Linked DNA regions of Larimichthys crocea: region 2 is linked to region 1. The links are chromatin contacts, called in public Hi-C maps. All regions are on one chromosome and are shown on one strand. The core of a region is the stretch at or near the end of the contact, and the rest is flanking DNA. Distances in the headings are between cores, read along the strand shown. Region 1 holds the start of cspg4ba (chondroitin sulfate proteoglycan 4ba). Region 2 holds the start of fsta (follistatin a).

Region 1 (5,118 bases), core at 2,576-5,075:
TGCATTCACGTATGACGACAGTATAATTACGATGCATCAAAGTTTTACCTGTAAAATAATAACCACCTTTAAGATGAAACAAAAACTCCAGCACAAGCATTGCACCTAAATTGCAGGTTTATGTCTGCACTCATTTGCAGATTTAGGAGAAAGTTGTACGTGGACTGTCCGAAAAAAGTAGGAGTGACATAACTGAATTTTAAAGATATTTGACTTTACTGCCGCAACAGCTGTATACAAACGGAGGCGATGGATGTGGAGGTGGCTCAGAGGGAATCAGACATGTTTGGGCCTGTCCTGCCCTGACAGGAACCTTCAACCTGAACATGAAAGGCTCTGACGTCCCTACATTGTCTGTGGCCGCATGTTCCAGGAAGAGCGTGGTGGACGGACCCAGCTGTTTCTTCTACCTCACCTCCCAGCCATCTCACATCACCCTGTAATCTGGGCTAACACGCTCTGAAGCTTTCTCATCTAAGCCTCCATGCCAAGGCACCACAAGCTCAGTTGATGAGCTCCAGAGTCCCACGCATAGTCAAATGTGTAGAGGAAAATGTCCACTCCATGTTTGATTTATTTGTAGTTCATGACCAAGGGCAAGAGTGGACTACTGCTAATGGGCCAGAGTGACTCATTGGTTCAGATAGATAAAGTTAATGTGAGTTAATCCATTGTTTTTACTCTTAAAAGATCGAATGCACTCATGGGTGGTTTGCAAATCCAGTCTGGGCTATGCAGTCAAAATTAACACAATTAAACCACTAAAGCACGTAAATGAACCTTTCAGCCATATCATTTTACCAGTATCAATCAGCAAGAGCCAATTCTACAGACAGAAAACTATAAAAAATCAACCTTAGTGTTTCAAAACATGCATCTTATGGCAAATAAAGACAACCAAAAGAAACAGATCAGTGGCAAATAATATAAATAACATATATTTAAATGCAAAAAAAACCCCAAAACAATGTTGTATTTTTCCTCAACTCCAAGTCTGCTTGATTAAATATTTAGTATGTGAACAGCCAACACATGACCCATATTTATAACACTGAATGGTAAAATATCAAATCTCAACTGAGCACATGAAGATCTGTGCTTCTCAGATAATTTATTACCAACATGATTTTATATACAAATGTCATATTTTATTTTTCTAAGTATTAAGTAATATCCTCAACAGTTTAGGTTTAGTTCATATTGCTCAATGTATCAATCAACAAAACTCTTGATCTTGATCTGACATAGCAATACGCTAAAACTCTGGTTTGACAAGGTCTCAGAGGTCAAGAGTTGGAGTTGGTTGGTTGAACTGGATTACGAGTGAACTAATTGCAATAGTAAATTGTTTGGATTTTGTGCATTGTATAATAAAGGCTCTTGTCTGCGCTACCTGCAAAAAAGGTTTCCGCGCAAGTTGGCCTACTAGCAGTTCAGGCCATGGACAATCCCAGATAAAACAGATTTCAGCCAGCTTTCCACCACATCAAGCAGCTACACGTCTTCCAGTGAACCTCACATGGTTGTTCTCATCCCATAACTACTGTAGCCAGCTTTTGTGCACACCCAAAAATGAATAATCAAGTATAGGCAGACACCAAGTGGAAAAACTTTCCCTCCAGGTGCTTATTTACCAGCGATTCATCCCACAGCTCTAACTACTCATACACAGACAGGTACCAATTATATATATATATTTTAAAAAAGCACGTTTTGATTGCAGTTATTCCCATTGTTTGTTTAAATCAAATGAACTGCCATTAACCGACCAGTCAGGTGTAATGTGCCTTTAACAAACATTACATACAGCTGGGAATGAGCAAATTCACTGGCCCACTGATCACTTATCCCGATTCTGACCCTGAGTAGGACTGACTGAATTTATTTCTCATTTGTAAGTCATGTTTATTCATCTGACTGGCTCTGTTTACATAATAGAGTCGAAGCATTTCCAAAAACTGGCCCAGAGGAATGAAATTACATTTTTCTCCTTAAATTCAAAAGGATGGATATGCATGCTTATTTTTATTTTAGCATTTTAGCGATGACATCATATTACTGAACATCATGTTACTTGCTTATGTTGCTTAGAACAAAGGGGTCTTCTCCACAGTTCAATGTTTACCATATTCACAAGCTGAAACATGGATATTTTGAGGGGTATGTAAATGAAAGAGCATAGTAGACTCCCAGAAAACAATACCCTAACATAAACATACCCGTGTACACCTGACTGTGTGCCTTAAGAGGCAGGAACAGGAGGTGTTTAGAGGTTGTTCTGTAATCTACATGTCTGCGGGGGCAGTTTTCTGTGCGCCAGGGACATTTCTTTGTGAGATTTCACGACAACAAAGCTAGTGACCTTTTAGCGAACACCCGCTTACAGTTAATTTGAGGGGTAGGACCAGTGCTTGTCACTGCCTGTGTGCTCAGTTCATGCAACAAAATCAAAGATGCAACTTGACTGAAGTGCCTCTTTGGTTTTTTCCTGTTGACAGCCACGCCACTCTGTTCCTGGTGCACTGCCAAAGCCTGGGACATGGTTGCTTTAGCAAAGGCTTGTTTCATAATGCTACAGGAACACAGAGAATGGCACATAATCTGAAATGCACTGAAGTACATCAAATGCCTATATATGTAATTATTTTCAGTGAAGGATATGAGTGTGAGTCATGGTGAAATGATTCCTGATTATGCCCAGGGGTAAAGCCCGAATGCTGAATAAGATGACACATGCCCGGGATCAAATCAACCAGAGAGGCTAATGCATGCACACATGGATGTAAATAATGTACTGTTCTGTATCTGGAACTCACAAAAAACAACATATTTTCCACCTCTCAACGCAGCAACGACTGTCCATTTCTGTGATTTCATTTGTGTCACAGTCAGATAGTTCTTCCAGTGCAGTGGGCATCACAGTCCCATCTCTGCTGCTGCCTCTAATAAAGTCCTGTGTGTGTGTGTGTGTGTGTGTGTGTGTGTGTGTGTGTGTGCAATGCATCCAGAGTCTAATGCCAGTCATTAATATGAGATAAATACTGATTTCATTCATTTAAAATTCAGAATCATTAAAAGCTAAAAAATTACTTGTTACTTGAGCCTGTCCTCATTCATAATTTATCCATTTGTGTTAGGAACATTTTAAGCTCAGTGAACCATTAAAGCAACTCACCAGCACGTACAGAAAACATACAACAATCCTCTGTAAAGTGATACCAAGCCTGCTTTTGGAGACATGCTCATGATGTTACAGAAATAGAGCTGGAGAATGATTATGAAGGAGAGAAAAAAAAAGGTAACCACCAGAAAAGGTGAAAAGGTAAATAATCATGTTTATGACTCCAGAAGTGGCTTTTATAATATGGAAAGGATGAAAATATTTCCTCAGTTATCTAAACTATCGTCAAAGTTAACAAATCAGAATTCACAGCATTAACAGCTCGTCATTGAACGCACCATGACATAAGTTGATATCTCGTTTCTTTTCATTGATAAAAACAAAGTGGGAAAAGTTGCATTGTTACCTCCGGACGCCAGCTCGAACAGGAGCGACCACCAAAGCAGCCCGTGGAGCCACAACTTCTTCTTCTTTTTCGGGTTGTTTTGCACAACAGAGTCCATCTTTCTTCTCCCGGTGGAAAACACTAATGTTAGAGGACTGCGCAGTTACATATTTACAGACATGTTTTCACTTCTTCACGGTCCGGTACCGTCAAACACAATAGTTAATCCTCCAAATGGTGAGTGTGTGTGTGAGAGAGAGTGAGAGAGAGAAGGTATGCAGCAGCTGAACTGAGGCTCAGATGTAGGTCCTCGTTAAACTCCGCCTCGTGTGTGTGTGTGTGTGTGTTAACCTCACTTTTCAAAATAAAAGCTAGAAGAACAACACCATAGGGGACATTTAAAGGGCTCATAATTAACCTGATTTACATTGGCTTTTATTATATGCCACGTGAGTGCCCACAAAATAAATCAAGTGGAAAGTATTTATTAATTAGGAGTTATGATGTTACAAAGGTATTCAGTTACAGCCAAGAGACAACCAACCTCTGAGGCTTTGAAATGAAGCCAATGCAGTGCAAGTGCCAAAAACTGCAGTTCCTCCAACGACCACTTGAGCCTGGCTACAAAGTTATTACCTAAAGGCTCAACTTCACAGCAGAAATAAACATGTTTACAGCCTGGTACAAAAAATGGTTGACTGACACAACTAGTGTGTTGAGCACCAAGGGTTCATTTAGTCTTCCTTAGGTCCACCGACAATCCACGTTTTTGCCAGTTCTTGGACTAGCCGGGAGGCGGCAGAGGCAGGAAAGCCAACATGGTGATGGCCAGAACCACCACACTACTTCAGAAACCTATTGGTCATGACATGGATACAACATACTATGTATGGTTATAGCTTAAAAGCTCCATCAAAATCCCCATTCACTGATGTAATAATAATAACAATAATAATAATGATAATTAAAAAATATATAAAGATACATGTTCACCATTTACTCCCCCCTCCGTACACCAGGAATTGCCATGTAGATATGCATATAACTGTTATGGTAAAGCATACTTGAAAAACATTGTAGATTTTGCTTTTAGTATATTCTAGGTACCACCAACACATTATAATCACAAGAAAGACCGCAAATTTGCTCATTCACCCAGTCTCCACAGCAGACTGTAGCCATAGAAACATTTTTCACTGACACTGTAAAATGTATAATTAAAAGCTGACGTTCTTACATTCTGTATTTGAATGGGTTCATTTTTTATACATTATACTGCCTGCTTCAACAGCTTTTTATGCATTGATTACCATAAAGATGCTATGTTTACTAAAGTATCTATGTAGAACAGATAAAAATGTGTTGTAGTACAAGCATGGGGCAAAAATACTGTACTTTCATATATAAAAGCATAAATGATGCCACTTATAATATAGATTATTGTAAGTAGCTTCTTTATATTGGTACATGCTGTAATTGTTGCTGCTTGGCAAAACATGCAATGTAATTGTAATAGCTCTGTGTGAGCAATTTATAGTTAATAAAGACAAAAGGCAAAAAAGATCTGTTCCTTCAGGAGTTTAATGTGTCTGTGATCAATAAACAAGTTTCA
Region 2 (5,066 bases), core at 916-3,415, 190 kb before region 1:
CAGATTTGTTGAAAGAAGTCTCAAATGCTGCTTTTGCACTTTTATTCTTGTGCACTAAACAAGTGGTATACTTTAAGGTTTATATGCAACTTTCAACTTTGGCTCATTTCAAATAAAAATAGTCTAAATGGCCGTATCTACTAATATGACCGCAGTAGATCGTTGTGAAATTAATCAGACTCTTGATTCACTACAAATCTTTCAGTTTTTATAACCAAGTTGTTTACTCTGCTCATTAAAATTGCAAATAGCTAAATATAAGGGAAGACCATCTTAATGTGCCCCTCAGGCAGGTTTACTATCTCACTTTGCCTTTCATCTCATGAAAACTGGGTAAAATGTTCAGACTGGACTAAAATAAAAATAAAAAACAACTTAAATTTCGTGATTTTACATTGTTTAATTGACTCATATAATCATTATCATCATAAGCTAGAAATCATAGTGATCAGCCAGTAGAATAATCACTCCGCAATACTAGAAGTACAGTATGTGGTGACTGCATGTTGTCACTGTGATAAGACCAGGAAATAATGCTCATAAATACAGAATGTGTCATATTAGTTTCATATTCTGGGTATTTAGCACCATTTAAAAAATGTTATTGAATCCTTTAAGACTTCCAACTGACTGCTGGTTATAATTTAATGCAGGTAACATGTGACCATTCTTTCTCCTCTTTTTGAATACAGCTGTTTAGCAAGAACTTCATCACTGATCCACAAAAAAGGGGCATGTCATAAATAATACTATAAGAACCTGATGAAGATGATCTTTGGCAGAGTAAATTCTGTGTATGTTATAGAAATGCAAAAGTTGTAAAAGAATAATAAAAGTAGGAACATGAACCTCAAAAAATGAGAAGAAAAATATGATTAATAGTATGATCATATTATAACCGTAAAAACAGCTTGTAGTTGTCATAAGACATACATTAATAGAAGGCAAATGCACACACTGTTTCAGCCACACTTTCAGCTCTGGATATGGGATATGTCATATTTTCTGGATACAAAATATCTGGATATCTGGATACTTATAAGTGGTATTTTACTGGAATTAAAGAAAAGATTACAGTGTCCTTTTCCTGGACGAAAGATGATTAACTCCCTGGTGTCTGATTCACACACAGTGGACACTTTGCTCTTTGCTCTGGAGAGCTGTAACCAGAGTTCCGCTGAAGAGGTCGCGCAAGGACTTCTGAGGGAGTCTAGTGCGTCAGTGAGTGGAGGGCTGTGCGTGTGTGTGTGTGTGTGTGTGTGTGTGTGTGTGTGTGTGAGAGAGAGAGAGAGAGAGAGAGAGAGAGAGAGAGAGAGTTGGTGTGTGTGTGCGTTTCATTCAATGAAACGCAACACCCCGCTCCTCTGTCTGAAGCCTCTCAAACAGGTTTGATTATATTTAAAAGCTTGACCCGGGAGAGAAACCCAAACAACTGTCTGTTCTAATATTAGCAGTGCGGCTGCGGACTACTATGAATTCTATTATTGTCTGGGCTCGGATATGTTCCAAAAGGCAACTCTCATCAAAAGATTTACACTTTTGTCTGCAGTTGGTGGAAAAAATATCAGTTACCACCAAGTAGTACCCTTAATTTGAAGGACTGATGGTATGTCCGGATAGGTATGTTGGCTGTGGGCCTGTTTGATTATACAGCAATAAAGGCCTTCATACATGAGCAACAGTGGCCATTATAATAATGATAATAATAATAATTATTATTATTATTAATATTATTATTATTGTTGTTGTTGTTATTATTGTTGTTGTTACTAATTTAAAGAAGCTCTGTGTCTAAAGGAGCCCTGCGTAAAAACGCACTGGTATGATGTGTTGAGAAATCTAAAAGGGTTAAAATGAAACATTAACATTCATATTCTCCATCAAACCAAATTCATATCAGCTGACACATTTGGTCTGATCTGCTGTTTGCGTTTTGTTTTGACTGCACATTTCTGAAGTTTATCACAAATATAGTCATATTTTCATATTCTTTGATTACTGTGGCGAGAGAAAGTTGCTTGGAACGATGTCACCTGATTAGGATTGAAAGAACTTTGGTAAGAAAAAAAAAATCTCCCCACCCCCACAGAAGAGGAGACCGCCCACCAGAGACAGTCAACCTCAGACCCCTTATAGATTTAAAAAGAGAGGCTGCATTCTCAGACTGACACTTATTCAACACTGCCACCGTAAGCAGATTACTTTTGCGCTGCCCGTGTCAAATACGTAGTTCACTTTGCCTCTCCATCATGTTTAGGATGCTGAAACACCATCTGCACCCGGGCATTTTTCTCTTGTTCATATGGCTTTGTCACCTCATGGAACATCAAAAAGTTCAAGGTAAGCTCTCTTCATCAGTTTTCTTTTATTCTTTCCGTTTTTGAAAAACTTCGACTGCTGTCAGACCGAGTGTCGAATACTTGCTGCAACCGAGAAACTTTTCAAAGTCAGTTTCTTTTATTGTTTCCCCGCTGATAAAACTCTCTCTCTGCATCAGACAGTGCGTGCGTAAAGCGTCCATAAAACAGGTGCCGTATGGGACACTTCAAAGTGAGACTATATGGCAAGTTTTGCAGCCCTCGCCAGGCGCACACACTTAAGCCGCCACGCCGTGTTGGTTGGTGGCAGCCTCAGCTTTCCATAATACCTGAGCATATTCTGATACTTTTGTATGAGCGTGTCGCGTCTCACGATGTTGGCGTCAAACCTGTAACAAACTTCACAATATCCACTGTGAGTTTATGGGCGTGTTATTTATATATTTCCCGCACGCACCCATTGTGTCCAAAAAAAAGAAGAAAAAAAATAGATTTTTATTTTTGCAATTTTACGTCTGTAGTTATGACAAAAAATAAAGCTAGAGACAGTTTTTGATTGAGAGCTTATAGTTCCAATAGAAATGTGTCTTTAATTGAACAAACACACCAGTTCAAACACTTCATGTGTGTCTGAGTCGCTGTAGACATCCTGCTGTTGTCTGGAGCAAGGGATATTTTTTGTGGATAACTATTCTGTTTTTTATTTCTATATGTTTAAAATCAACTTTTCACTGGTTTGTCAATAATCAAGACGTTGTCTGGTGAGTGCATGTCTAGGATATTGTTCTGAGGCGTTGAAGACGGTGGTGTGTTTTGCTAAAGACCGTGGTTTTCTGAAGGAGATTGGCTGCTATTTAACACTGTCTAGACGCTCCACTTTCTGACCAGTGATAACAAGGAGGCTCTCGGAATAAAGAACAACCCCCCTGTAAAGATTTTTCTTACTTTTTTGGTTTGTGGCCGCATTGTAAGGACTGTCAGTCACAGATGGGATAGGCAACTGTTAACAGTCTCGCAACAAAACAAAAAAAAAGAAAAAAAAATCAGACAAAATACTGCCGGGAGGGCGAAAGGGGAGGGGGCGTCTCAGATAATACAGGCTGCGTGTGTGTCTAGTGCGTCTGGGTCAGCGGTTTTAGACGTTCAACATGCGACATTCGAGCTTTTTTTTGTTTGTCTGTTTACAGCTGGGAACTGCTGGTTGCAGCAGGGGAAGAACGGGAGGTGCCAGGTGCTCTACATGCCCGGGATGAGCAGGGAGGAGTGCTGTCGGAGTGGAAGACTGGGGACGTCCTGGACCGAGGAGGACGTCCCCAATAGCACGCTCTTTAGGTGGATGATCTTCAATGGCGGAGCCCCCAATTGCATACCTTGCAAAGGTGGAGGTGCACTCATTTCCCTTCGTTTTCTCATAATACATATCCTCAGTCGTTTCGTTTCATAAATCCTAGTGTTGACCTGATTTACGCAAACCGAAGTGCGTAAACGATCCCTCTAATGTGTACTTTCTGCGTAAGAGTAATTTTACGCACAAGGCCAACATTTTCACCAGCATCACATAACACAGACCTTTTATTTTAGAAACCTGCGATAATGTTGACTGTGGGCCTGGGAAGAGGTGCAAGATGAACAGAAGAAGTAAGCCGCGCTGCGTGTGCGCACCAGACTGCTCAAACATCACCTGGAAGGGACCGGTCTGCGGCTCAGATGGAAAGACCTACAAAGACGAATGCGCACTGCTGAAGGCTAAATGCAAAGGCCACCCCGACCTGGACGTGCAGTACCAGGGAAAGTGCAAGAGTAAGTAAATATTATTTCAAATCTGCCCTGTTTTCACGTTTCTCAAGGCTGCATGTGCCAAGAAACCACAGGGTTGTTCTAATTTTTCGTGTCATTTTTCACCAAATCTTCAAATTTCTTTGTTTCGACAGAAACGTGCCGTGACGTCTTGTGCCCCGGCAGCTCCACATGCGTCGTGGACCAGACAAATAACGCATATTGTGTGACGTGTAATCGGATTTGCCCTGAGGTGACGTCGCCTGAGCAGTACCTGTGTGGAAACGACGGGATCATCTATGCCAGTGCGTGTCACCTGAGAAGAGCTACATGTCTCCTCGGCAGGTCTATTGGAGTGGCATATGAGGGAAAATGCATCAGTAAGTCTGCAACTAGAGACGTGAGAGTGTGTGACTTTACTTTGAGAGTGCCTCCAGCCACTGACTCTGAATATTGTTTGAGTGCATTTTCTTCCTGGCCAGCTCTGCAGTTATTCACTGCTCATTTTTGCCAACATTCCACTGAGGAGGGGGTCTTAGAGAGAGAGAGAGAGAGAGAGAGAGAGGGAGAGAGAGAGAGAGAGAGAGAGTGTGTGTGTGTGTTTGGTAGTTGCTTGTGTTTGCTCAAGAAATGATAGACATCTTATTATTTCCTGATGTTGGCAGCACTATCCCATATGGGAAAAGGGGAAGGAGAGGGGGAGGGAGAAAAAGAGCGAAACAGGGAAGTGCTGGGGGCCATGAAGGCATGCTTCAAGTTAATATTTGAGTCAGATGGATTCTTATCCAGAAAGCAGTCAATATAAGTCATGTAGTCTTAAAAATTCTAATTAAAACATGACTTTTTTCTTTTCCGGCCAAGATCTAACACCATAAAACAGGATTTACTTTCTATTCCTAGCTTGGTTCTCCTAAAACTCACAGGCCATCTGATCCTGCTTGAAAAGCATTCATGATAATCCATCTAATCAAA

What was found. A called contact is a pair of places that touch in the nucleus more often than the background predicts.
Region 2: a contact with region 1 is called in a Hi-C map of muscle, with 2.3 times the contacts expected there. The contact joins the promoter of fsta here to the promoter of cspg4ba in region 1. A contact is called at or near these places in 2 of 7 Hi-C or Micro-C datasets (both in muscle).

The regions. Positions count from the first base shown.
Region 1 is chrIII:35,627,138-35,632,255 of L_crocea_2.0, reverse strand. It overlaps cspg4ba (chondroitin sulfate proteoglycan 4ba), which reads right to left and starts at 3,825. Exons shown (of 10, transcript XM_010735950.3): 1 at 3,528-3,825. The coding sequence starts at 3,624. si:dkey-193c22.1 (probable isoprenylcysteine alpha-carbonyl methylesterase ICME) reads right to left here. Exons shown (of 9, transcript XM_010735951.3): 9 at 5,070-5,118.
Region 2 is chrIII:35,810,866-35,815,931 of L_crocea_2.0, reverse strand. fsta (follistatin a) reads left to right here and starts at 2,165. Exons shown (of 5, transcript NM_001303338.1): 1 at 2,165-2,340; 2 at 3,506-3,703; 3 at 3,900-4,118; 4 at 4,250-4,474. The coding sequence starts at 2,250.